Regions from separate parts of the Mus musculus genome. Here regions 1, 3 and 4 are each linked to region 2. The links are chromatin contacts, called in public Hi-C and promoter capture Hi-C maps. All regions are on one chromosome and are shown on one strand. The core of a region is the stretch at or near the end of the contact, and the rest is flanking DNA. Distances in the headings are between cores, read along the strand shown.

Region 1 (3,028 bases), core at 165-2,664, 390 kb before region 2:
GACATTTAATTTATTCATCTCATCATTTCCAGCTTTTAAGTAGGAAAATTGTACTTCTAGGCTGAACTGTGCCTTTATCATTGTTGTGAGTGGACAGTACACTTCCTTCAAAGGTCACATAAAGAGTGTTAGGAGAGGCTTCCCCTTCTCCCCTGGGCTTGGCCGTCCCTGGTCCAGAGCGTTCCTGAGAAGCAGCCACATTGTCATGCCACATTGGTCTTCCCCGACATTCTCTAGACCTCCAGCTAAGCATGGTTGTGGGAATGAGAGCTATATTCTACACATGTGCTAGTACCATAAATATAGTTAAATGCAGGGACTGTAGACCAGGAATAGTCTTTGCATGTGTGTTTCCTTTCTGTGTGTATACAAACACTAGAACCTTAGCCGGTTTTGTATTCACAGTTCGGGGAAAGCTTGCTGCTGTCCTATAGAGATTCCATCCTAATTTTCTCTATGGCTAATTTTCTACTTGAAAATGCAGTTATCAGTTGATTTTAACACTGGTACTGTTGTCTACTATATCCATGCTTATGATCCTGTTTTCCGCTTTCTCACTTACTGCCTACTTCATCAGTCACAAAACAACACTGTTGATTGTATCGGCTTATTATTGTCGTTGTTAAAACAAGAGAAAAAGATACAGGAAAAGCTGTGTTTCCCAGAGGTATCATCTGCTAACATTTGAGTGTCTATCAGTCCAGTGTTTTTATGCACATGGCTCTTAGCATAATGTTCACTTCGACTAGTAATTACATGCTGCTTACTGCTTTGTAACCCTCAACATGATGATTTCCCTACGTCGATAAGTAGTCTTCTACATGAGATACTTTTATCATTTAATACCAAGTGAATGTTTAACCAACATCCTGCTGCTGGCCATTTGTAGTGGTTTAGTGGTAGGCATTGAACCACATAGACTTGAGTTTGAATCCCTGAAGTGGCATTACCTAACCTGGGCTGTCATAAGCATTAAATGACATAATATATGCTAAGTACTTAGTGCGATGCTCGGCACATCTTGACTGCTCAATCGATATCAGCAAACTTCTGAGTCAGGACTTAGGAAAATTAAGAACAGAAAGCAGTATATAATATGACAAATAAAATGAGCTTGTTCTAGTTTATGTCCTGATAAAGACAAAATGAGTATGAGCGTGAGCATGCGCATGTGTGATGAGCAGTGGGGACAGAGAAAGATGCATTGAGTACTTAGGAGGGAGATAACCTACAATCCAAGACTGAAGGTGGTTGTTTGTCCTTCAGAAAGGCCTTGCTGCCTAGGAGCTGGGCTCTCCTGAATCCCAGAGTAAGAGGAGTGGACCTGGGGAAGGCAGAGTAGGAGAGAACTTAAACACCCCACTCCCTGCCTTCCTTGGTTTGCAGGCATGTTTCACAGCCAGGAGAGTTCCCATGGGAACTGACTTCTGAGGACTGTAGCCTAAGGGAAGCTGAAGAAAGGGCAAAACGTGCCCCTCCTACTTGTTCTTCTGTGCCAAGTTTCTCTGAAAGTCTTCAGCTTGAAATTAAGGATTCCATATCCATTGACCTTAACCGTCTAGTCATCAGTGAGGAAGAAATGCTACATGCCTTCCTGTGTGCTTTCTGCATGGACCCAACATTTCGAAAGAGCTCCCCACATACCCTCAATCCCTCTCTCTCCTACTTTAACATATTTGCTTTTAAATGCAACACTGTTAATTGTGATGAATTCAGGTATTGACAAAGTTTGAAATAGTATTATGAAGTCAGTTACTTCTGGTCATACAGGCAACATATTTTTGCTTAATATCTTTTGATGCTTTGAGTTAGTAAGCTGTTATGGTTGATATTAATGGATGATGGCTATAGTATAGTCAAGGGTTAAGCAGTGAAGAGTTTATTCTGGTATTGAATACAGAGAATGTTCCAAGTTAAACTGGAATAGAAATGCTACTTTATTGAGAAATGTATGTAGTCTGTGTAAGGCAGAATGGTTAGGAAAACACAATGCTGTTTTATTACTGTGTTCCCCCTTTCCCATGGTTTTACCTTTAAATAAAATCACTTTTAAAATTAAGTATTTGCCAAAATACTTAATTGAAATAAAATGCCCAGTTCTAACACACTTTCAACAGCAGGGTCTTTTTTTTTTTAAATCTCAAAAATTAACTGCCAGATTGTTCTCCTCTCCAGTGATTTCCAGCCAGCAGTCAGGGGCTCGTGTTCAAGAAAGCATTGAAGTCACTTTGTTTTGTAAGCATTCAAGCTAAATTCCTTGAAGTAGATGAAATCTCTCTATTTTTGGAGAAAGAACACAAGTTTAGCATCAGCTCTGGGGGTTTCATCGTGGCCGCCTGAATCTATGAGCTTTTTCTTTGAAGACCAAACCAGTTTAGGTTCAAGACTCACTTTAACATTTTCCCCAGAATTAAATTCTGATTTACAGAGAATTTCACTGCTCTAAACATTTTATCTTTCCTTCTTATCTTTGGTAAAGGTAGTTAGTCTTCTAGATGCTAAATGCAGCTTCTTTGCAACTTATACACATGCAGGTTTCCTCAAGACAGTCATTCTTTTCCCCAGCCTTGTACACATGGGGGTGAGACTTTGTTAACCTGTGTGAAGGACAGAGGTCAACTGAATGTCATTTTCAGTGGCAGTCCAGCATGGTTTTTTTTTTGTGGCAGGGTCTTTCATCAGGACTTGGGATTCACAGATTATTCTACATTGGTGGCTAGCCAGCAAGCTCTACACTTTTAAAGTTTTGTTCTATTTTTATTTTATTTTTATTTGTTTATTTATTTTGGTGTTTCTAGGCAGAGTTTGTATGTAGCCCTGGCTGTCCTGGAACTCATGCTGTAGACCAAGCTGGTCTCGAAATTATGGAGCGCCATCTGCCTCTGTCTCACGGGTGCGGGAATTAAAGGCACATACCACCACCTCCTCATCTATTAGTGAGTTTCAAATGATAATTGATAGGCAATAGGGCTGTCATTTTTGGCTGTTCTCACTATTTTATTTTTTTAGTTCTTGACTCTAGGAAGCT
Region 2 (3,462 bases), core at 236-2,735:
GAGCTAAAGCCCTTACATAATACAGCATAGCTTAAATGGTTATTCTGGTGGGAGGGTGGAAGACCAGGAACTGCTAGAAACATACTGTCCTAGTTAGGGTTTCTATTGCTGCAACAGCACTCCATGACCAGAGCACCTTGGGGAGGAAAGGGTTCATCGGGCTTACAATTCCTCAGCACCGCTCATCACTGGAGGAAGTCACGACAGGAACTCAAACGGGGCAGGAACTGGAGACAGGAACTAAAGCAGATGCCATAGAGGGATGCTGCTTACTGGCTTGCTCCCTGTGGCTTGCTCAGTCTGCTTCCTTACAGAACCCAGAACCACCAGCCCAGGGATGAACACACCCACAATGTACTGGACCCTCTCTCAATCACTAATTAAGAAAACGACCTATTAAGCCTGCCTATAGACCAGGACCAGGCGTATGGAGGCATTTAATTACTTGAGGTGATTGCCTCAGATATTTTAGCTTATGTCAAGTTGACATAAAACTGTCCAGTACACATAGGTAGTGAAGCTTTGACTGATGATGTTTCAGAGGGCGACAAAGGCTTATCAGGAACAGAACACGAGGCCATTCTATTACATCCTGGCAGATTAAGGTGGCTACACTCTTCTTGTCCCGAGAGCTTGAGGCTGAATTCAAAGCCAGTGGGCTGATTTGTTTGGCAGAGGACATTTCTAGACAATCTACCATTTAGTCTGTGGCATGGTTAGTGCCCACTTCTTTTCAACAGGTTCACAGAAAGAGAACAGAAAAAATGGATAAGGGCCAGATGAAAATATACAGCTTAGAGAAGAAAGGGTATTTAAAGTTGTAGATGTGAAGGGTGTGGAGAAAGCACGTGTCATTGCTAAAGAACTTAATGTTAACTAAATAGAAGCTTTTCGCTTAGCACTGGAGTGACAGCACCTGAAGTTACTTCTCAGGTCCCAGCCCAAGAAGAGCAACTGTCATGGACACACCCTAAAATGTCCTTTATTTGGTGTGTTCTTGGATTGTGTTCTTCCCTGAACCAAAATCGGCTATAAGGATAATCTAATTCCGGCCTTGTTCTCTTGAGTCTACTTTCCCTTAAAGTCTTAATTTCTTCAGCTGTGAATTCTTTCACCTCTAGAGTTTTCGAGACTCTGAACTTAGTGGCCCCAAAGGAACACTTGATAGTGTGTGTGTGTGTGTATGTGTGTGTGTGTGTGTATGTGTGTGTGTGTGTGTGTGTGTGTATGTGTGTGTGTGTATGTGTGTGTGTGTTTGTGTGTGTATGTGTGTGTGTGTGTGTATGTGTGTGTGTGTGTATGTGTGTGTGTGTATGTGTGTGTGTGTGTATGTGTGTGTGTGTGTATGTGTGTGTGTGTATGTGTGTGTATGTGTGTGTGTGTATGTGTGTGTATGTGTGTGTGTATGTGTGTGTGTATGTGTGTGTGTGTATGTGTGTGTGTGTGTATGTGTGTGTGTGTGTATGTGTGTGTGTGTATGTGTGTGTATGTGTGTGTGTGTATGTGTGTGTGTATGTGTGTGTGTATGTGTGTATGTGTGTGTGTGTGTGTCTGTAGTTTGTAATAAAAACAAGTGGAAAAAAGGTTTGGTAAGGGCCAAGCTTCCACAATATCTTTTTAAACAATCTATCAAGTCCAGGAAAGAGAGCCACCCACTCTCAGACCGTGGGTCCTCTCCTCCCTTCTATTTGTTGTGAGAGGAAGATGTTACCCTGTAATTCCATAGTCCCAGATCCCCTACCCCTACGAAGCCCCAAATATTTCTCTAAGCTACATCAACCCAGAAAACAAGGAAAGAGGTGCATTCTCCGAGGGTGGGGCCACTCCCTGTGCTGATCTAGGGTAAAGGGCTGGCTTTTGGCCCCAAGCCCAAGAGTCCTCTTTGCATGCCAAAGACTGCTCCTGCGCTGAGCCTGTGAGGATGGATAACTGCCAGGGTCTGGGCTGGGCACTGACAGTGTTGAGCCTAGCTCTTGGCTCCCGAGCCCACGCCTCCGCCTCAGGGCCAGACAGAGCCCTGGTTTGGAACTCCTTTCCCCACACCCCCTTGAAGCCCTGAGATATCAGCGCTTCTTAACTGCACTTGGGAATGGGGAGGAGTGGTTAAAGGGACCACAACCAAATTGCCTCTCTCAGAGGGAAGACATTTTCAAGAGGCAGAGAGTTCAAGTGAATGAAGGAGTTTCACAGTTGAGTTAATGTGAAGAAGACGTCATCCCAGAGGGTCTTGTGAATGGTTTGTGAATATTGCCAATAACATCTGTTTCCTCCTTAACACCTTAGGGGGTTTGTTTAGAGGGATCCTTTGGCCTTGATTGAAAAGATGAAGCCTGAGAACCTTCGCTTCCCTGGGCCACAGACCCTCCTCACGCCCGAATAGTCTACACCCTGGGTGACAGATGACTTAGTCCAGTCTGGAGGGCAGGGGGCCTACCTCTGTGCCCAGAGCTCCCTTCAAGGACCTCACCCTCAGAGTCCCACCCACCAGCCAATGAGGACTCGGGGAAGTGAGGTCACTGCATCCTGATTCCCGGCCCAACAAGGGAGACTAAGACTTGGAGGGGGTAGTAACTAGCAGATGCCACCACCGATGTTGGTAAAGAAGTATCGAAGGGCAAATGAGTCAGCAGTAGGTTTAAGCAATGAACAGTTGCACCACGGGGTGTTTCTCAAATTCTTGTCTACTTTTAGAAAGTACGCAATGCCATTCAGTGGGCACCGTGATTCTGAAATAGCTGCGAAAATGTTAAAAATGCTGTGGGCAAAGATGTGCCCTCATTGACCTCTTTCTGAAAACAATAGTCCACAATTGTGTGGCGCGCCCTTCAGCAGCCTGGCTGCTCCCTCTGATCCTTGTTGGTGACATGAAGGGAATGCATGAAACTCTCTCTCTGGAGGCTCCTTCCAGCCTCGAATTCTGATACCTGACACTAGGCCCACATTCCTGATACTCCGGCTGCATCTCTACAGGACCAAGACCACCAAGCCAATCGGGTGAGTGTGGACAAAATGTTCTCCCCAATCGATTCTTTGGCACAGGGTAGTTGAAACAATTAGTTAGCTGGCATTGGTTTTCATTTCACAACTGGCGGCTCTGGCATCATCGTGACCAGCGGTTTTTCCCACAGCGGTGTCCTAACATGCTGCATGCCTGGAGCAGTTTTGAGGTGTGTCATAGGCAAGTGGCTACCTAATAACAAACTGTCGAGGCTTTCGAATGATTGATGATCTTCCTGGTTTTAATCAATTAGAACAGATTCCACATAACCCCGTAATGATGCCCAGACGGTTGCTTGCATTCTGACATGCCTCTTTGTATGGAAGACGTTTTGCAACTGGCAGACCAGGTCTGCTTGGAGCTCCAATTCTGCTGGATGCCACGGGAAGAGTGTCACGAGCCATACGCATGGATATCTGTCATCGGAAGCAGCCGCAGGCTGGCCATCGGAAGCCCCTGATGCA
Region 3 (3,093 bases), core at 587-3,086, 470 kb before region 2:
GCTTAGCATCTGCTTCTCCAGCTGGATGGCTAGTTTTAGATGACTGGTGTGCAGGAGCTGTAGGTGGAACTTTGTAAGGGATTGCTGGTGTGTGCAGGGTTCCCTTGTCAGCCTTCTGCTCCTCCAGGCTTGGTCTTGAGGCCCAGGCCCTATGAGTTGGGGTGCAGGTGTATTGAGTACCCTCATTGGAGCTTCTTTACCTTTTACTGCAGCGGATGGGAGAGAGCTCACTGTGTTTACATGGCAGATCGACAGACAGTGTCATGTGCTAGTTTGACGGTAGGGATATCCAGATTATTAGCCCAGTTAGCAGGGAGACTTCACATCATTCAACTCACCTTATTGTATCCACTTGTGATTTCTTATAAAAAGGGAGGAAGTTCTGGTAGCACTTTGCTGGTCCCTTCCAGCGTGTGTTAAACCTCCAACTCAGCGTTTTCCCAGGAAAATGTCCGAGTTCCTTCCTGCCGCCTGAGCTACTTGGAGCCTTTCTGTCAGAGCACAACTGTGGCTTGCCTGGAAGATTGCTCTGAGCCCCACCTCCTCCCTCTAAAAGCTTTTCGCCTCACTCCGCCTGCTTTGCCTACTCCAGTCCTCCTCTGAGGAAGAGTAGCTGACTCCTTCAGCTCAGGCAGGCTTATCTGCAGGGGAGCTTAGTTAGTTCTGGGCTGCCTGGATCTAGAAATAGCAGAGCTGTGGAAGATGACTGCTCCTCTGGGTAAAGAACAGCAGGTAGAGGAAGGCAGTTCCTCTTGTAAGGAGAGTTCTCAATCCAAGAAGATAGAAATGAGCCTGATACTGTTGAAGGAAACTGACAAATGTAAAACTCAGTGCAGTAAAACCCTGCAGCCTTTCGTTTCTTACCACATCACCTAGCAAGAAATGTGTTCTGAGGGCTGGAGCGGTAGTGTTTCGTCCTGTCCTGCCTGTCTGTGTTATAGATCTGCTCGCATGTACTCAGGGAAGCAGGTGCTCTCTGGCAGAGTCCCGTTGTTTCTGTTCTCTTTCCTCATCTCGCTCTTAGTAGATGTCCCTGCAGGTGTGATCATGGCTGTGCTTGCTTTTGCATTTTATTTGGATCCCTCCCCCATCCTAGGTTCTTCCATCTCCACTCGATGATCTCTCTCCCAGGAATGGATTCTCCTACAGGAAATAAGAGGTGACCCCTTGTATTTCAAATGAAGAGTCTCTCCTAGTGAACAGTCTAGGCAGCTTGGTTGGTGGCTCGCTCCTGCGCCTGTCATGTTAGCCTCACAGGAGCTCCTTGTGTACCTTGTGTCGCTTGTAAAGCCTTGCTGTGGCTTTCCATGCAACACGAACCCGTCGTGAATTCTTAGCGTTGTTAAATTGTCTCTCATTTAGCTGCCTTGCTGTGGTTCATCCAGAAAGAGCAGCTTCTTGAACATGAATTCACTACCTCAGAAAGGGGCAACAACAAAACCGCCTTCTACTTTGCTTGAGCAACAACAACATTTAAACTGTTTCTGTAATGCCGTGGTGTACTCTACAAACTACATTTGTGCAGTTTAAGCAAGACTCGTGTCCTGCTTCTAGAATTTAAATCAGTTGATGCTTTCATTGGCATATTTTCTTGCTGATATTTATAGATACATATTTAAGGAGACTTGTCAAGGCTTTTAAATAGTGAGGTAGACTGGTCCTCATTTTAACTTTTTTTTGTTGTTGTTGTTGTTGTTGTGGGGTTTTTTTTTTTTTTTTTTTTTTTTTTTTTTTTTTTTTTTTTTTTTTTTTTTGATACAGGGTCTGGTTCTAGCTGCCCTAGAACTTGCTATGTAGATTCACCTCCCTCTGCATTCTAAATGTCTGGATAAAAGGCATGTGCTACCACGCCCTGCTCACATTAACTGTTTTAATGTCCTCCTTTAAACTTGGTACTTCGTACTAGTAGTAGGAGATTTAAAAAATATAGCTGCTAGAAAAGGTAAGCTTTGCCTCATTGATGTTGTGGGAGGTCGCAAGCCTTCAGCAGGTTCCTCTTCTCTTTATAGATAGGCTTACTTTCTTTGCTCTTTTTTTTTTTTTCTTTTTCCTTTCCTGACCTCTCAGATCCTGGGATGATAGTCTATACCTGGCTCATTCCCCTCTGATTACCATCTTACATCATTCTTTCTTCCCAATTGCATGGTCTTCATTACTAAAGTTTCTCTTTCTCCTTTTCTCCCTCTTCAACAAGTCCATCTCGGCTCTGTTGTTTGCTTGTTGTGGGCTGGTCTGTCTACTTTGGGGATCTTAAGCTTCTGTGGTAAGGAGAGCTAACTGCTTTCACATGCAATCTGGCACAGAGGCCATAACATTCTAAGCACAGTGTTTATATATGTGTGTGTGTGTAAGGGGAACACATGGATTTTATAGCTCAATGTTCCCATCCATGCATTCAAATAGTTGTGCACTGGAAACATTTTGGGGAAAACCATACATCTATATTCAATAAGAACTGATTTTTCTTATCCAAATAGTCAAATCTAGGACTTCACAAAAACTTGCCATTATTTCTTAAACAAATGAGCATTCAAATAACCTAGCCCCTTCATTCCATTTTCCCTGCTTCCCTCCTTTCCTTCCCCCTCACCTCACTGCACACAGGGGTGTGTGTGTGTGTGTGTGTGTGTGAGAGAGAGAGAGAGAGAGACCGGGGGGGGGGGTGTTGATTGATTATTAGTTTGTCATGGAGAGCTAATCTTTGGATACTGAGGGATTTTTTAGAGTCTTGGTGGCCCTGAATTCATGTTCTGAACTTGGAGATTAGGGTCTCTGGTGTTTCTGTTTCTGGCTGTTCTTTGACCTTGCCATGTCTCCTTTACCTCTGTTCCCCTTCCCTGCTAGGAAATTGATGCCCATATGTACACTTCTAAGGGATCCCCTGGTGCAGAGTTCTACAAGGGCAAATCATTTGATTGTTAACGTTAGATTCACTGCAAATATGGCAACCCAACATTATTGCTTCTCATTTGCTGCAAATGAGCTGCAAGCCTTCTGGGCTTACACAGGACTGCTCTGAGGACAAAGATTAAGTGGATCTCTGCTGGTGCCATATATTTTGATTGAACAGTAGAGCTGCGGTGCGTTTTCAGG
Region 4 (3,286 bases), core at 708-3,207, 280 kb before region 2:
GAGAACTTCTTGTCTAGATAAGAGAAATAAAGCCAGGCCCCAACTGGAAGGGTTGAGTTATGTACGGTAAACCACTCCCTGACCACCTGGCCGTGAGCTCACTGCTGCTGAGTGACTGTCCTCTCTTGACAAGGCACCGGTTTGATGGTCCCTACGGAGCTCTGCAGGGTTCCTGCAAGGACTCCATCCTCAGAGACAGTTGGAGAAAGAAGGCTCGAATCAAATCCACACCTTGCTGGAGGGCCAAATTTGTGTTTCTGTTGGTGGCAGTTGTAGTAGAGGAAGGCTACAGGGCAGTGCGAGTCTCTTCCTGTGGATATTTGTGCCCTGTTCTTAAGCTTTCTGTAGGTGAGAGGTTTCTTGGCTGTGGATTCTTGTTCTGGGGTTTGAGGTATATATTCAGCTCATTCTTCTATCTACACAAAAAACTAAAGCAGCATCTTGGCAGCGTGGAGTTTAGTCCAGGATGGAAAACAGAAAAGGTCTGATTGTTTCTCAGAAACCTGGCTTCAGATCCATAGAGGACCAAAGACACTGTCTTCTAAACTCAGCTCCTTCAACAGAGCCAGCTCATGGAGGTTCTGCAGGATGCTGCTCATTCCACCTCAATTAGAAGGAAGCCATGATACTGCTTGAGTATGTCAATCATTTCTTCTGTAGACTTAGCATTCTCCTAAGTGTCATAGTTCCAAGACATTGCCTAAGTTAACTTCCAGTCTGAAAGATAGATTACATAGCAGCAAATACATGCTACAAAGCATAACCACAAGTCTTTGGGAGGTAGACTTCCCTTGTGTGTAGGATGGGTGTAGGGGAGGAAGTCAGGCATCCTAAACTGGAGCCTAGGAGTAGATATGAAGGCCATAGTCAAAGCTAAAACAGTGAGAGAAGCTCGTTAGAGAAATGGGTAATTGGTTTGGCCTTGGATGTATAATATTTATAGTTTCCATGGCAATGTTGCGGCTCATCAGAAGAGCCTGGGCAGATGCTCAGATCATGGAGTACTCCGCATGTGTGCAGTGCCTGCAGAACAGCTTTAGGAGTGGTGTATTCCACCCCATATGTGAAGTGAACACCCAAGAACTCCAGCATAAGGCTACGAATTCCTATGCAGACAGGAGCTGCTACCCTGTGAATAACAGAACCATTGAGAGTGGTTCTGGGAGGCTAAGGAGATGGAGAACTCGGAGGAGCCAGCACAGTCAGAGTTAAAACATCAAGTGTGCAAAGCACTGACATGATCTTATACTGTTTAATCAGTCAGAAAGTCATAGGTGACCTTTGTAGATATATTTTCATCAGTTATCAACCAAAGGCAGATTCCAGGTGACTAGAAAATACCCATGGCTGCTGGTAAGGAGCAGACTTACCAGATAAAGACTGCTTAGCTCAAAGTCTATCAGAGAATGGAAAATAGCACATATGAATGAGAGTTGACTGGGTAACATGGCAAAAGGATGCCGGCATCTACTGTACTTCTAAAATTGACACATGCTGTCAAGTCATGAGGTTGTATGTTAGAGTTAGAAAGCTATCTAGTATAGCTATTTGTTTTTCTTAAAACAATCCTCGATTGTTAGCTAAAACTCAACAAAATCTTCATATCAAAAAGATAGACTAGCCAAGGCTGGTGGTAGAAGCCTATAATCACAGTACTGAGGAAATGGAGGCTAGATGATCGAGAGTTCGAGGCTATATATCTAGACTAACCTGAGCTACATGAGACCCTGTCTTCCAAAGAGGTTGTGCAGAGATAGGGAGGATGGAGAAAAATCTTAGGGAACATGCAGTTTAAAGAGATGAGGGGCCCTGATGCAAATTCGAGAATTCAAGGAGATTGTGAGTGGACAAGGCAAAGCTGACCTGGGGATGAAAGTTCGCTGGAACATGGGTGGTGTGAGTCTGCTAAGAGAGACCTTTGTGACCTCAAGGTGAATGAGCATAAGCATAGGCCTGGAGACCTGAGCTGTGACTGTTGGGACAGTCTATTCTCATGGCACAACTCACTCCACACCATATGAAACTAACTGCAAAAATGGTCTCTATCACAACTCGATCGCAGTTCGCAAGGGGAAAGTCAAGACATTTGTTGAACTCCATCCCTCCTTGCCGCTCTCATTAATCCTGGCCTTTTGGAGAGCTCTCTGTACTTGAAGGTGGGGTGGATACTTTGCATTTTTATGTGGCCTTTTTTGGGCAGACGGCCCCACAGCTTGATAGGGAGTGGCATTTGGCCGGAGCCAGCTGGTCTCTCTGTCACGGTTCCTGCACCCCTGTACGTGAAGTGATTGTTTAGTCAGATGGGATAGCAGGTGGGGCTGGGAAAGTCAGCTGCAGCTAACAGGTCAGTGCCTCCTGACAGCTCGTGCCCTTTAGTCCTTTCAGCACCTGGCCTAGGTTTGGTCAGCGAGCAGACGACCTTAGCCGATCAGAGCTGAGAGTGCTGAAGGTCCCTAAGCCTGCTGCTGTGCCTCCTGTGCACACTTATTTTGCTCTTGGAGGCAAATCACAGTTGGTGATCCTGAGAACCCAAGGCAGCTTATGTTTGTTTTTAAGGCATCAGTTTTCCTCCAGCAGCATTTAGTAAGCCACACACGTTTCCTTCCATTAGAACAAAAGCAGCAAACCTTAGTCTTTGAATTCACGTTAGCTCAGTCACTCACCGTGTGTGTGCAGCTTTATTTTGGTATCTTGTCTAAGAAAGACTGAAGCATATATTTGCAGCTCATGTGCCTCTTGATTCTTATTTTTTATGAGCATGGAGTGTGTGCCCTACTATTACCATGACCTTTGTGTGAAGGTTTTTTGTTGTAAATTACATGATACCCCTTGGGCATCAGGGCCATGCTGAGGGCACAGTTCAGGAAGTTGTCATACTGACTAAGCATAGCAGGTATCAAGGTAATGTCCTGTAAACAAAATGCCTTCTCCAGAACTAAAAGAGAAGAGTAATTTGAACCTTCAGGGTAAAGTAACGTAAGGAATCTTAAATCAGGTCTTTGGGATCTTTTGCCAACCTAGGTTGAAACACATACAAATTGTTTGCACTTCTATGCCTTAAAGTTGGTGCAGTCTGGTGAGTTACAAGCCAAGGTGAGCAGGGTGAGGGGCTGGGCTAGATAGCACTCACCTTACATAGAACTGACTCTTGGGACAAACTGTCTAGATGGCAGCAGCCACTTGGCAGGGGTTCCATGTGGACCACAGCAGGTGACTTACACTTAACCATTTACTTAGACACATGAGCTAGGACGAGAAAATGGGGCTTCCCTTTGCCTGCCCTTTG

Evidence for each region. Promoter capture Hi-C pulls out the DNA fragments that hold promoters and counts their contacts. A called contact is a pair of places that touch in the nucleus more often than the background predicts.
Region 1: a contact with region 2 is called in a promoter capture Hi-C map of the 3T3-L1 cell line, with 5 times the contacts expected there. The contact joins the enhancer-like site here to the promoter of Lnclep in region 2. A contact is called at or near these places in 6 of 39 promoter capture datasets (the 3T3-L1 cell line, 3T3-L1-derived adipocytes, hippocampal neurons and 2 more), 1 of 15 datasets of contacts at CTCF or cohesin (the NIH/3T3 cell line), 2 of 484 Hi-C or Micro-C datasets (cortical neurons and nephron progenitors) and 1 of 9 other capture datasets (embryonic stem cells).
Region 3: a promoter capture Hi-C map of embryonic stem cells shows a contact between it and region 2, with 4 times the contacts expected there. The contact joins the enhancer-like site here to the promoter of Lnclep in region 2. A contact is called at or near these places in 17 of 39 promoter capture datasets (the C10 cell line, the HPC-7 cell line, HPC-7-derived erythroid cells and 11 more), 10 of 484 Hi-C or Micro-C datasets (the C10 cell line, CD4 T cells, LSK cells and 6 more) and 14 of 115 datasets of contacts at active chromatin or transcription factors (SST interneurons, embryonic basal ganglia, embryonic forebrain and 7 more).
Region 4: a contact with region 2 is called in a Hi-C map of cerebellum, with 2.9 times the contacts expected there. The contact joins the enhancer-like site here to the promoter of Lnclep in region 2. A contact is called at or near these places in 2 of 39 promoter capture datasets (hippocampal neurons and stem cell-derived epiblast-like cells) and 6 of 484 Hi-C or Micro-C datasets (brain, cerebellum, extraembryonic endoderm stem cells and 3 more).

The regions. Positions count from the first base shown.
Region 1 is chr6:28,641,692-28,644,719 of GRCm38.p6, forward strand. The region is part of intron 11 of Snd1 (staphylococcal nuclease and tudor domain containing 1); the gene reads left to right. Among named protein-coding and RNA genes, the nearest start is that of Snd1, 160 kb to the left of the region's middle. Within about 2 kb of position 1,415, at least 3 of the 459 cell types and tissues checked have an H3K27ac peak or open chromatin away from gene starts, as enhancers often do. A contact at or near this core is called in cortical neurons, where this site is marked.
Region 2 is chr6:29,029,469-29,032,930 of GRCm38.p6, forward strand. It overlaps Lnclep (a long non-coding RNA gene), which reads left to right and starts at 1,486. Exons shown (of 2, transcript XR_377380.2): 1 at 1,486-2,994.
Region 3 is chr6:28,554,630-28,557,722 of GRCm38.p6, forward strand. The region is part of intron 10 of Snd1 (staphylococcal nuclease and tudor domain containing 1); the gene reads left to right. Among named protein-coding and RNA genes, the nearest start is that of Snd1, 76 kb to the left of the region's middle. Within about 2 kb of position 1,837, at least 25 of the 459 cell types and tissues checked have an H3K27ac peak or open chromatin away from gene starts, as enhancers often do. A contact at or near this core is called in SST interneurons, cortical neurons, embryonic stem cells and 2 more, where this site is marked.
Region 4 is chr6:28,746,199-28,749,484 of GRCm38.p6, forward strand. All of the region lies in intron 15 of Snd1 (staphylococcal nuclease and tudor domain containing 1), which reads left to right. Among named protein-coding and RNA genes, the nearest start is that of Lrrc4, 84 kb to the right of the region's middle. Within about 2 kb of position 1,958, at least 27 of the 459 cell types and tissues checked have an H3K27ac peak or open chromatin away from gene starts, as enhancers often do. A contact at or near this core is called in cerebellum, where this site is marked.